Regions from separate parts of the Mus musculus genome. Here region 1 is linked to region 2. The links are chromatin contacts, called in public promoter capture Hi-C maps. All regions are on one chromosome and are shown on one strand. Each heading gives the region's core, a stretch centred on a gene start, on an enhancer-like site or on the middle of the called end of the contact. The rest is flanking DNA. Distances are from core to core; before and after follow the strand shown.

Region 1 (6,465 bases), core at 47-2,546, 49 kb after region 2:
TGAGGAGCATGGCACGTGTTCCAAGTCAGGAGTCTGGCAGGGAGCTGAGAGTCACTTAAGCCTCAGATGTGTGCCCACCGAGTCTCCAGGTCTCGACCTGCTCTGCCTTACCAAACTTCCTGGCATGGTTTTATGTCCCATTCGTGGTCCCTGTCCTTACCTCAAGGCAGGGAGTAGTTATTCCTTCATGAAGAGCACCTCCCAGAGGCTAGGGATGGAGTTCAGTTGGTAAGAGTGTTCGCCCACCACCCACAAAGGTTTGAGTTCAATCCTCAGCTCAGCGTAAACTGCGTATGGTGGCACAGGTCTGTAAAGCCAGTGCTTAGAGGGTGGAGACAGAAAAATCAGAAGTTCAGGGCCATCCTTAGCTGCTTAGAGAGTTTGTGGCCAACCTGGGCTACATGAACACTTGCCTCTAAACACAGCACTCTCCCCCAAAATCTCCCAGTTCAAAGGGGCCCAAACTGACTCACTCTGGCCTGGTTCCTTGATGCACTGATTTCCCAGTGCCTGGGATCGAACCAAGAGCCTAACATGCGTAACAGGCAATACTCTACCCCAGCCTGGAACTCTGAATCCTCCTGCCTCAGCACCCATAGTGCTGGGGTTAGAAGCACGAGCCGTGGAACCCAAGTGATAATCCTTGCGTGTGCCGTGTCCCACTTATACAGGGATTGCACTTAGAGGTGGAAATGGCTCGTTGCAGAGGGGCTCAGGGCTGGGAAGATCTGAGTGACAGCACAAAAGAGCAGACCCTGACGCCTCCCTCTCCTGAGCCTGCCAGACTCCAGATTTCAGTTCAGGAAGGACCTGTGAGCCAAACACTGAAGATTCCTTCGGAGGTTAGGGAGGGGCCCAGTTGTCCCGACTTTTTTTTTTTTTTTTTTTACCTTTAGGGCTAGAATACTTTTGGCCATGAAGAAAGTCCCTGTGACTCACAAAGGCACCAAGTGTATTGTCTGAAAGGGTCACCCTCCTCTTGTCCCCTCCCTAGGTGGCCATCGGAGCCTACAGCTTTCTCGTCTTCGCTGGCGTCTGTATCCTCACTGCTGCTTATATCTACGTGGTAATCCCTGAAACCAAGGGCAGGACATTTGTAGAGATAAACTGTGCTTTTGCCAAGAGAAATGGAGTGGAGTTTCCAGAAGAGAAAGAAGTAGCCACGGCCAAGCCTCACACACCGTCTCTGCCTACCAAGGAAACAGCCTTTTGACAGCTCCGAGGACCCATACATAGTTCCTTCTCTGAGAAGGGATCTCGGGGGCCAGACCTTCAGGGAGGGTAACAGCTCTGAGACATTGGTGCTCCCATAGCAACCGGAAGACTTTGGAAAACACAGCCCCCGGTTTACTTGGCAGGGTGTTGGCTTCAAGGCTAAACATGAGAGGGAAGGCGTAGGCGGAAGAGGGCTTAAACGAGTGCTGATTGATAGGAGCGGATTCTCTGATTCTATATTAATTCCAAAACTTACATGAGGTATGGGTGCATTTTTTTAAGCTAAAGCTTTATAAGTTCAGGGTATTCACTTCATGTTACTATAAGAAAATAATTGGGGCAATTAACTGATTTTTTTTAAGATAGGCTGTGCAGTAGTGGCGCACGCCTTTGATCCCAGCACTCAAGAGGCAGAGGCAGGTGGATCTCTTGAGTTCGAAGCCAGCCTGTTCTACAGAGTGAGTTCCAGGACAGCCAGGGCTACACAGAGAAACTCTGTCTCGAAAACAAACAAACGAACAAACAAACATAAAAATAAAAGATTATTTGGGCTCCGGTTCCTCGGCTCCAGCCCAAGATTGGGTGGGCCCCATGACTTAAGGCCTTTGGCAACTGTGACACGTGACAGTGGAAATGAGCGGCAGAGTGGACTTCTTACATCAGGATCCAGAAGCGGCGAGACACAAAGTCCTCTTTCAGAATATGCCACAAATAATCTATAGACCTCCTACTAGACCCCACCTGTGGGGAGGGGCCTGCCACCTCCTAGCAGTCAGAGGCACAGGTTGAGGACCAAGCTTTCAACAAATGAAACTTTGGGGACACAGATCCAAGCCATAATATTCAGTGGTCGCTATAAGGGATGAGGGAGGTTCAATCGGCTAAGTGCCTGCCATTCGAGCCCAGGGAACCGCCCTGATGCGGATCACTTACAGAAATGGCCAGGTATGGCATATGCTTGTAGTCTCAGCACAGAGGAAGCAGAGACCGGAGGATTCCAGAACCTCACTGGCTAGTCAACCTCGCCTGATTGATGGGCCCAAGGTCTCAGTGGATGGTGTCTGAGGAAAAACAACATCTAACTAAGGTCATCTCTGGGTTCCACGTGTGTGCACACACAAATGCACACACACTTGCCCTCACGTGAACCACACACACATTTAAAAAATGCACAATTGATGTGGAAAACGGAATTCCAGTCAGTGTTTCCGTTAGCAAATGAAGGGATCTAAAGTCAAGATTATAGATTCACCACTGTCGGTATGAGGTGGGTCCCTCTCTCCCGTCTGTGACAGGCGATCATGTGACTATCCAAGCCAGTGTTTCCAACTGTGTTCTATAGATCACAGTAGCAGCTTGACAATGGAGCAAGACCTATAGCTAGTGTGTGTGTGTGTGTGTGAATGGGTGTATTCGTGTGTGTGTGTGTGTGTGTGCAGCTGCAGGAGTGCCCTGGGTCTGCAGAGGCAGGAGGATGGCACCAGATCTCGCTGGAAGCGAAGTTATAGGTGATGGTAGACTGGCAACTGCCCAACATGAGTGCTGGAAGCAAGCACCATTTTCTGCTCTTTGCTACTGAGCTGTCTCTCCAGCATCCCTCCCTCAATGTTAACAACAAACACACACACACTAACACACATATACACACATATACACACATAAACACACACAGAAATACACACAGAAATACAAATACACACACACATACACACACACACACACACACATATACACACACATACACATATACACACACATACACACACACACACAAAGGCAATTTTATAAAAACCATCAGTCTGAGGAGACACTCCCCTTAGTGAGTGGGCTGATGTCTCCCTTAAGAACAAGGCACGCCCACACATACATAATCAATTGGATTTTTCGAACTATAAATGACAAAAGACTAGACTTTCCAACAATGTCCCGGGACATTTATATCAAACTACAAAGAAAGAGAGAGAGGGAGGGAGAGAGAGAGAGAAAAACAACTTTAAAAGTTTTGTTGAGCCGGGCGTGGTGGCGCACACCTTTAATCCCAGCACTCGGGAGGCAGAGGCAGGCAGATTTCTGAGTTCGAGGCCAGCCTGGTCTACAGAGTGAGTTCCAGGACAGCCAGGGCTACACAGAGAAACCGTGTCTCAAAAAAAAAAAAGTTTCGATTTATTACTGGTGGGGTGGGAGTGTGTGCTGAAGTCAAAGAATACTTTGTGGGGCAGTTCTCTCCCTCCATCTTCATGCAGCTTTTAGGAATTGAACTCATTTTCTCTGGCTTTCACAGCAAGCCCCTCTTTCTGCTGAGCCATTTCACTGATCCAGAAGATTTTTTTTTTTGAAGACAAGATCTCTCTATGTATCCCTGGCTGTCCTAGAACTCACTGTGTAGACCAGGCTGGCCTCCAACTCACAGAGGGCTGGGATTAAAGGCGTGTGCCCCTGTGCATGGCTGAAGATGAAAGCATTTTTATCAATCTCTGTATTAATAGTCATATCAACTCAAGCTGTATCACAGGAATAAATTAAAACTTTTTGTTGCTGTTTAGAGACAGAGCAGCCTGGGCTTCAGAGGTGTTCCAGGCCAGCCAGAGCTACACAGAAAGAGCCTGTTTAAGATATGCTAATCTATATTATTACATTAATATTAAATATATAATATTTAATAATATATTACATGACATGTGTGTATATAAATACACATACATACATACACACATGCATGTTGGGCATGGTAGCACACACCTTTAATCTCAGCACTCTCGAGGCAAAGACAGGAGAATCTCTGTAAAATCCAGGGCACTTGGGGCTACTTAGTGAAGCCCCATCTCAAAACAAAACAAAATTAGGAGGGGAGGGCTGGAGGGCTGGTGGAGGGGTAACTGGGAAAGGGGATATCATTTGAAATGTAGATGAATAAAATGATTAATAAAAAATTAAAATGAATATACATACAATATTATTTCAATTATATGAAGTTCCAAAACATGTAAGATAATCTGTGCTGACAACAACAACAACAAAAAAGGGTCTGTAGTTCCCAGGAGACCTTGTGGGTGACAGAAACCCTCATTGTTGAGGCCACTAAGATAGCTCAGTTGCTAATGGCACTTGCCACACAAGCCTGACAATCTGAGTTTGGTCCCCAAAGCCCACATTAAGGTGGGAGGAGATAAATAACTCCACAGTTGTCCCTCCCACCACCTCCGAGGTCAAGGTGTTGATGGGACTTAGCTCAATGTCTTGTGAGCACTTCTAGCAGGTGTTCCCTGAGTGTCCCTCTAGGGGTCTCCTCCGGCCAGGGTAGGGGTGGGGGCAGGGAGGGTTCCATGTTCTAACAACCGCATCCTCTCATGTGACCTCAGCAGTAAGCTGTCCTGAGGTTGGGGCTATGCTGGGTCACCTTTGAGACGCTTGAGCCTCCTTTGGAGGTGAAGCCCAGGTCTTTGCACTCTGCGAAGGAGACTCAGACTCTGCCTTTCCACCAAGGCCCAGGTGTGACTGTAAGGAGACAGGTCAGGGGACCGATGCTCAGGCCTCCCTGAGGCCTGCAGATATTCTGGGGTCAAGAAGGGTGAGAGGCTGGGCTTCAAGGCTGTCTGGCTGCACTGTTAGCAAGGTCTGGGGTCTAATTGCGTCTGCTCAAGATGCATAATAACCCCCCGGGACTGTGAGAGCAGTGCACCCAGGACGGCTCTCACTGCAGAGCTGGAGATGGGCTACTCTGCACGCCAGCGTGCTGCCGAGTGAGTCTTCAGTGTGTTCTGGCATGATAGGATCATTGCAAGAGGTTCCATTTGATAAGATGCTCTTTGGGGTGGTACCCAAACAGCTTATCTTAGTTCCCTTCCCTTCACTTCCCTTCCCTTCCCTCCTCTCCCCTCCCCTTCCCTTCCCTTTCCTAGAAATCTCTGGGTCATTATACTCCCACAGCTGCCTAGTGATGACATCACCTGTCCCCAGGCCGGGTCCTACTGTGCTTTGGGTGCAGAAAGGGACCTGCTGAGCAATGGCGTCTTCACAGTCAATCTCGTTCTTTGATGTTTACCCAGAATCCTTCTCGTGGGCAATGTGGACATTACACCTGTGTACTGGTGACTGTGGGCTGATTTGTGACTCTGCCTAAGAGAGGCCTTGGCCCTTCCTTCAGTCTCAAAGGGGTCATGTTCCACACCACCAGCCACAGTGGAAACAACGGCACAGACAGGATTCCTGGACCCCTGTCTTGTTCCCTTAAGATGGATATGGTCCTTCTCACAAACTTCCCCTTCACAAAAGCCCAGGGGCCTGGGGACAGCGCTCAGACAATAAAGTGTTTGCCGTGAGAAGCTGAGTTCGAGCCCCAGTGCCTATATAAAAAGCCAGGCACAGGCTGGAAGTATGGCTCAGTGGGTAAAGCCACCTGCTAGCAAGCCCGGCAGCCTTAGTTCAAGCCACCTCACTCCCCACACATGCACCCCCATCTCCCCATCTCCATGGTAAAAGAAAAGAACTGATGCCCAAAAGTTGACCTTTGACCTCCACAATCATGCTATAGTACACACTCACCCATACATGCATGCATGCATGCATACATACATACATACATACATACACTAAATGAAACATAGTAAAATGTTTTTAAATTTAAAAATATTAAAAAAAAAAAAAGCCAGGAATGGTAAGGCATCTGTGATTGGCTGAGGAGGCAGACACAAGAAATATTCCTGGGACTCACTGGCCAGGAAGCTGAGCCTAACTGGTCAGACCTCAGCACAGGTTTGCATGTGCATACAAGTGTGTGTGTGTGTGTGTGTGTGTGTGTGCGCGCGCGAGTGTGTGCATGTGCACATGTGCGCATGTGTGTGTGTGCGTGTGTGTGAAATGCTGTTCTCTTTAAGGAAAAATTTTCATTATTTCTAATATTATCTGCCTTATCTATGTATTCGGCTCTCCACAGTGGCTCCCTAAATACTGTTGTGATTGCTCCTGTCAGACACCAGGAGGTGCCATCGAGCTGAACTTTTCTTTACCTGGGAGAAGGAAAGGGACGATTGCTACATGAGTTTGAACCTCATAGCCAGAGGAGAGGCAGTTGTTACTTACGCATGCTTGTGGGCCACCTTGTCCCTCCTCAGGGTCTGAATCCTGCCTCAGTCTGTGACAGAGATGGATGGTCCTGATGGAGGCTGAGGGTATAAGGAACTCACAATCAAATGTGCTTAGCAAACATGACGTGCTTGGGAGTCTATACCTAATGCGCGCGCGCGCGCGCGC
Region 2 (6,098 bases), core at 2,329-4,828:
CCATTTACAGTGCGGCAGATGAACCCAGGGCCTATTCACACTGGGCATCTGAACTCTATACTTCTAGTTCCACTCCCAAACAGTTTTCTTAGAGCCAAAGTCTCAGTGTATAGTCCAGACTGGCGGCTACTCAAAATCTTTCCACCTCGGTGTTTCTGGTGTTGGGATGATAGATATGTACCGCCATGCCCAATGTCATGCCAACTTGTGACAACCTAGGATCATCTGAGACAAGAGTCTTGACTGAAGAAAGGCTCAGATCAGGCCAGTGGACAAGTCTTTAGGGGATTGCCTTGATTGTTGATTGCCATGGGAAGTCCCAGACCACTGTGGGCAGCACATTCCCCAGGCAGAAGACCCTGCACGATTCAGAACAAGTAAAAGCTACAGGCAACTTTGCGTGTATTTGTTTCTCTCTGCTCTTGACTATGACTATGATATGACTGACTACTGACTGAATGCCTGCCTTGATTCCCCCTCGGTGATGGACAGTAACCTGGGACTGTAAAAAAACTAAACCCCTCCTCTCCTAAGTTACTTTTGTCTGGATATTTTATCACAGCAATAGAAAGGAAACCAGGACACCTGGCTTGTCCCAAATTCTAAATACCTTCTCTATGTTAAAAAAAAAAAAGGAAGAAAGAAAAAGAAAAGAAAAGAAAAGAAAAGAAAAGAAAAGAAAAGAAAAGAAAAGAAAGAAAGGGGAAAAAAAAAAACCAAGTTCCTGAACTCAGGGGGCAGAGGCAGGTGGCTCTCTGAATTTAAGGCCAGCCTCGTCTACATAATGAGGTTCTGGACAGCCAGGGCTATGTAAAGAGACACTGTCTTAAAACAACAAAAACAAAAAGAAAGAAAGAAAGCCTGCCAAGAGCCTTCAATCGTCCTGAGTTGCTCAGGGTGTTCATTTGACTGAATCTGCCCGCTACTGAATTTTTTTTATCAATTTCTATCAAAGAAAGAGAGAGAGAGAAAGAAAGAAAGAAAGAAAGAAAGAAAGAAAGAAAGGAAGGAAGGAAGGAAGGAAGGAAGGAAGGAAGGAAGGAAGGAAGGAAGGAAAAAAGCAAAAAAGGCTACACGCACTGACAGTTGTCTGTCTGTCCATCTCGCTAGTCTCCTTTCAATGCCCCCCTCCTTTCCTTTACGCTTTTCAGACCACCTCATTTTGCTACTCCCTCATTGCAAAGCACAGGCTATCAGCACACACATGGCAGAGCTCCTCATGACCAGAGAACTCTTCACTTCCCTCACCTGCCCCCACTTCCCACCTCACCACCACCACCACCCACCCCACCCCACCCCGCCCCCAGCTTGCCAAGAGCCTTCAGTCGTCCTGAGTTGCTCAGTGTGTTCATTTGACTGAACTCTGCCCGCTACTTAATTTTTTTATCAATTGACTTGAGGAGAGGGACATCATTTAAGAAAATGCCTTCATCTGATTGGCTCGAGGGCGGGGGGGGGGGCGTTTTCTTGAATGATGATTGACTTTCGAGGGCCCGGCTCTTTATGTATCAATACTACAACCTTTGGGCAGATGGTCCTGGGAAATATTTTAGAAAGCAAGCCTGAGGGACAAGCCAGCAGGCCCTTTTCCTCCATGGTCTCCGCTTCAGTTCCTGGTTTAGCTTGAGCTTCTGCCGTGGCCTCTCTGGAGGATGTACTGTGATCAGCAGTTGTAAGCTGACACAAACCCTTTCCTTCCGAAGCTGCTTTTGGTTGTGGTCTATACCACAGCCATGGGAAGCAAACTAGGACACTCTGCTTCCTCAGCGAGAGTCTGAGCCCCAAGTGGCCAAGGCTATTTTTGCATCCTTTTTCTCTCTTCTCTATACAGCAAAGGGCCGGGTAAATAAAAACACTGACTAACAGGAAAACTCACATCCCAGAAAGAGCAGCTTCCAAACATTTAGGTTTTCCTCCCCTCCCTCACCCTCCCTTCTCTCTCTCTCTCTCTCTCTCTCTTCCTTCCTCCCTCCCCCCCTTTTATTTTTTATTTTTTTTTAGACATGGTCTTGCATAGCCCACACTGTCTATCCAAGTATGGCCTAGATCTTCTGATAGCCTGCCTCCACCTCCCTAGTGCTGGGATCGTAGGCTGTGCCACCACACTGAGCAATACTCTTCTTCTGGACTGTGTACTGACAAAGTTTCTGTGTTGTGTTACTAATCGTGGTTTTGGAATTGGGATCTGAGACCTAGACCTTCATCCCAGAATTTTTGGCAAAGTTATTTCCCTACTTAGAGGCAATTTAAGGGCTGGAGAGAGGGCTCAGCAGTTAAGAACTCTTGTTCTTCTTGCAAAGGAGCCAGGTTTGGTTCCCAGCACCCACATGGTGGCTCAGAACCATACATGTAAGTCCACTTCAAGGGGATCTATCATCCTCTTGCGACCTAAGCAGGCACCAGTTTCCACATGCAGTACACACATACATGAAGGCAAAACACTCACGTAAAATGACATAGATATTTTAAAATATTTTAGAAGCAACTTAATATAAAAGATCTGAGAGGCTGCTTGGTGGGCTCGGCCTGTCTCACATCCTTCCCCACTGTGGATCAAATGACTTCCCCAAGAGAAAGGTATGGAAGAAGGCCCTCTAGAGTCCAGCCCGGAGAACTGCACCTGGCCACTCCCTTTTCTCTTTAAGACAATCCCTTGGCTCTTATCAGAGATGGCTGCTAAACCCAGGTCAAATTCCTGGAAATATTAGTAATTCGTCACATGTATTCTTTCCACCCGCCTCATTCTGTGCTCTTTAACTCACCAAAATGTCCGTGGGTTTATTAGTGCTTATTAAAGGCCTTTTTAAAGGTCCCATTGAACCAGAGGCTCAGACCTGTAACCCTAACATTTGGGAATCCGAGACCAGGCTCTCTCAGGTTCAAGACCTACCTGGACTATACAGTGAATTCCACAACACCCTGGACTACATAATGGAACTCAGTCTCAAAACACAAACAAACAAACAAACAAACAAACAAAAGCATAAAAATGAATCCCAAAGCTTAGATACAGCGGTGGATTTCCTGCCGCATTCAGAAGCCACAGAAGCAAGGGCGAGATGGCCAGGGAAGGCTCAGCAGGCCGGATCCATCTGGGAGGTCTGAAAACCAAGAGGATCCATCCACACACTTTCAAACCAGATGCACCCAGGGTACTGTGTTCCTAAGAGTGCCCACTGCCCACCTTCCAGCCCTCCACCCTGTTGGCCGTGGCTTGGCTGGGTCCTGAAATTGCGGACAGGTTCTTCAGGGGACACAGAAGACATGTCTATAGAATGACCTTCTCTTCTCTCTTGGAGAAGAGAGCCCTGGGGATGGATGTCCTTGGGGCAGACTGCAGTTGCCAGCCCAGAGGACCAGACAGAATCGCCAGCTCCCTCCAGGGGACACAGGGACGCATGCAGCTCCGCCCCCTCCCCCGCCCCCGCCCCCTACCCGCTCCTGCCCCTCCGCACCCCTCCCCGGCTCACCTCAACCGCAAGTGCTCTTGGGACTGAGGATGAGCGTTGGTCGCGCTGAACTGCGACTGCGCAGAAACCAGACTCCCACTCCGAATACTTCTCTCAGGGTCTGACCACAGACCTGCACCCACCCACCCACCTACCCTGTTGAGAAAGTTGAGGCAGGGATTGAACCCTCAGCTTTCAGATCTCATTTTACAGTAAAACAGGCAGAGAGAAGATTAATAGTTGGGGGCCAAGAAGCTGGCCTCTGTTCCCTACGCTCCCAAGATTGTAAACTCGGCTCGTTATTTCTGTACCCCACCTCTCACTCCCGCCCCCGAAGTAAGTGACACCACCTACAATTTACGTGCATTTTCTTTGGAAGGTTTTGTTTTTCTTCAAACTATTTGAAATACATGAATCTCTCTGGCCCCGTCACGCCTTAGTTGAAGAGCCACCGTGTTGGAGTGGGAAGAAAACAAGGAAGTTTTCCTGGAAGGAGACGCCCCCACTGTCCATTGCTACCCGAGCGGATCTACACTTCTGGATGCAGAGTGGGCTCCTGATAAACGGCTGAAGGGTGAAGGACAAGAAGAAAGACATCTGCTGACTGAACTCGAGCAACAGCTAATAAATCAAAGGAGCATGTCTAACAAGGATGAAAATCTGCGGGCCTGGTGGGACTTTGCTCAGGTTTTGGCTGCCTGGCCTGGTCAGTCCGGTAGCAGTTGAACACGTGCTGAGCGCCGGAGCCCGTGGTGACCAGCTTGTGGGCAGATTGCTGGACTCACACCAGCCTCTGGGGACTTAGCCTGCCCTGCAAAGGAAGAGTACAAGAAGGTATTTGCTACTTTCCCAGTACTGAAAAGTGTATCTCTCCGGGCCGCTCGGGGTTCCTTAAAAAGACAAAATAAAGTTTTCTCCTCAAACAGCGTTACCTAAGGCCAGGGTAGATAGCTCAGCCCTAGAGCACAGGCAATCCGTACTCGGTCTCCAGCACCAATAATAATAGTGATAGTAACGATAATAACAGTTTCATCATGGTTGCTTGAGCAAGAACTGACTCTCCACTAGGGACACTTGGCAGTAGAAGGTGTGGTGGGAAACACTAGGCTAAGCCTTTACAGCCCCATATGTTAGCCCATTATCTAATGTGGCATAGGGCTGGTGACAGCTGTTGCTGTCCATGTGTTCCAGACAGAAATACACTTTCTAGTCATTTTTCAAGGCCGTGCCTGGTGAAGACTTGAGCAGTGGAGGCTGTTTCCCCTGGGTACCTCGCTGAGTCCACAGTTTCAGGGGACCCACTGGCTTAGCCAAACTCTACATGTTTAACTTAAAAGCAGAAGTGAAAGGCAGGGCAAACGCTGCCGGTGCCTGAAAGGGTTATTCTGACTTAGACTAGCAATAAAAATGCAATTGGCTGAGAGTTGGCACGGCCAAAGTGCAGCCTAAATATCTTCCCTCCCGAACAGCACAGCTGGCACTTTGAGGAGGTGAGCCGCAGGCTGCACTTGCAGAGCAACGATGGAGGAAAAACATCAAGAGGAGACAGGGGTGAGTATGTGGCTGGCAGCGGTCAGAGGAGGGGGGTGGGGCGGGGGCGGGGGTGGGTGTCGACTGCTCAGCTTCTTGCTCAGGTATTGCAGAACCTGCCCTGGGCGGCGGGATGCGCTTGTCTGGAAGAGGGCAGTTTGCTCAGAAGCCCAGCAAAGAGTAGGGTTTTATAGGAGTCAGTGCAGTGTTTGTAGACAGATGCCCGTTAGGAATCCTGCCACCGGAACAGCTCTCGGAAAGTGCCTGAAACGGGGCTGGTGAGTATGGTTCTGCTCGTAGAGTACTTACCATGGGTCCAGAAAGTCCAAGGTGAAGCAGGTATGGCTCACGCTTGTGCCTTAGCCCTTGGGAGGTAGAGGTGGGAGATGAGGAGTTTGAGGTTAATCTCAGCCACAAAGGGAGTTCAAAGCCAGCCTAGGATAAAGACCCTGTTTGTCAAAAAAAAAAAAAAATTTTTTTTTCCTTTCTCTTCCAAACTCACAGTGTAAGTAGGGATTAGGTGTAGATTTCCTTGGTTGAGAAAAATTTCCAGCGCCAAGAAGGTAACATGAGCTGGGCAGTGGTAGCGCACGCCTTTAGTCCCAGCACTTGGGAGGCAGAGGCAGGTGGATTTCTGAGTTCAGGGCCAGCCTGGTCTACAGAGCGAGTTCCAGGAAAGCCAGGGCTATACAGAGAAACCCTGTCTCGAAAAAAAAAAAAAAACCAAACAAACAAAAAAATGTTACATGAATTGATGAACACATTCAAGGAATTTGCATTTTAATCCTTCCCACGGCGTTTGTTTGTATGTGGCTAGGGAGGAGCAGGCATCTGTGCAAAATATTATTTACCAAGGTCCGTAACACATGGACTGGAAGCTTGGCCTATGGCATAGAGGGTGGGCGTGGTCTTAGGAGGGAGAAGCACCTGTGATTGGTTCCAGCTCATCGCCCGTTTAGCTGCAGCTAAAACCTTGGCAAGATGCTTTATTTCGATAATTTAGTTATAGAGACAGTTTGTGCATCTGAGGCTGGCCCCAAACTCCTGATCCTCCTGCCTCTAACTCCCAAGTGCTAGGGCTGTAGGTGTGTGCTGTCCCACCTAGGTGACTTCTCACCT

The links. Promoter capture Hi-C pulls out the DNA fragments that hold promoters and counts their contacts.
Region 1: a contact with region 2 is called in a promoter capture Hi-C map of trophoblast stem cells, with 2.8 times the contacts expected there. The contact joins the enhancer-like site here to the promoter of Slc2a5 in region 2. A contact is called at or near these places in 2 of 39 promoter capture datasets (stem cell-derived epiblast-like cells and trophoblast stem cells), 1 of 15 datasets of contacts at CTCF or cohesin (embryonic stem cells), 4 of 484 Hi-C or Micro-C datasets (bone marrow-derived macrophages, embryonic stem cells and morula), 3 of 115 datasets of contacts at active chromatin or transcription factors (embryonic stem cells and microglia) and 4 of 9 other capture datasets (adipose tissue, liver, macrophages and 1 more).

Annotation. Positions count from the first base shown.
Region 1 is chr4:150,167,270-150,173,734 of GRCm38.p6, forward strand. It overlaps Slc2a7 (solute carrier family 2 (facilitated glucose transporter), member 7), which reads left to right. Exons shown (of 12, transcript NM_001368869.1): 12 at 995-1,773. The coding sequence ends at 1,213. Among named protein-coding and RNA genes, the nearest start is that of Slc2a7, 22 kb to the left of the region's middle. Within about 2 kb of position 1,297, at least 7 of the 459 cell types and tissues checked have an H3K27ac peak or open chromatin away from gene starts, as enhancers often do. A contact at or near this core is called in trophoblast stem cells, where this site is marked.
Region 2 is chr4:150,115,766-150,121,863 of GRCm38.p6, forward strand. It overlaps Slc2a5 (solute carrier family 2 (facilitated glucose transporter), member 5), which reads left to right and starts at 3,579. Exons shown (of 14, transcript NM_019741.3): 1 at 3,579-3,785; 2 at 3,890-4,283; 3 at 4,919-5,000. The coding sequence starts at 4,971.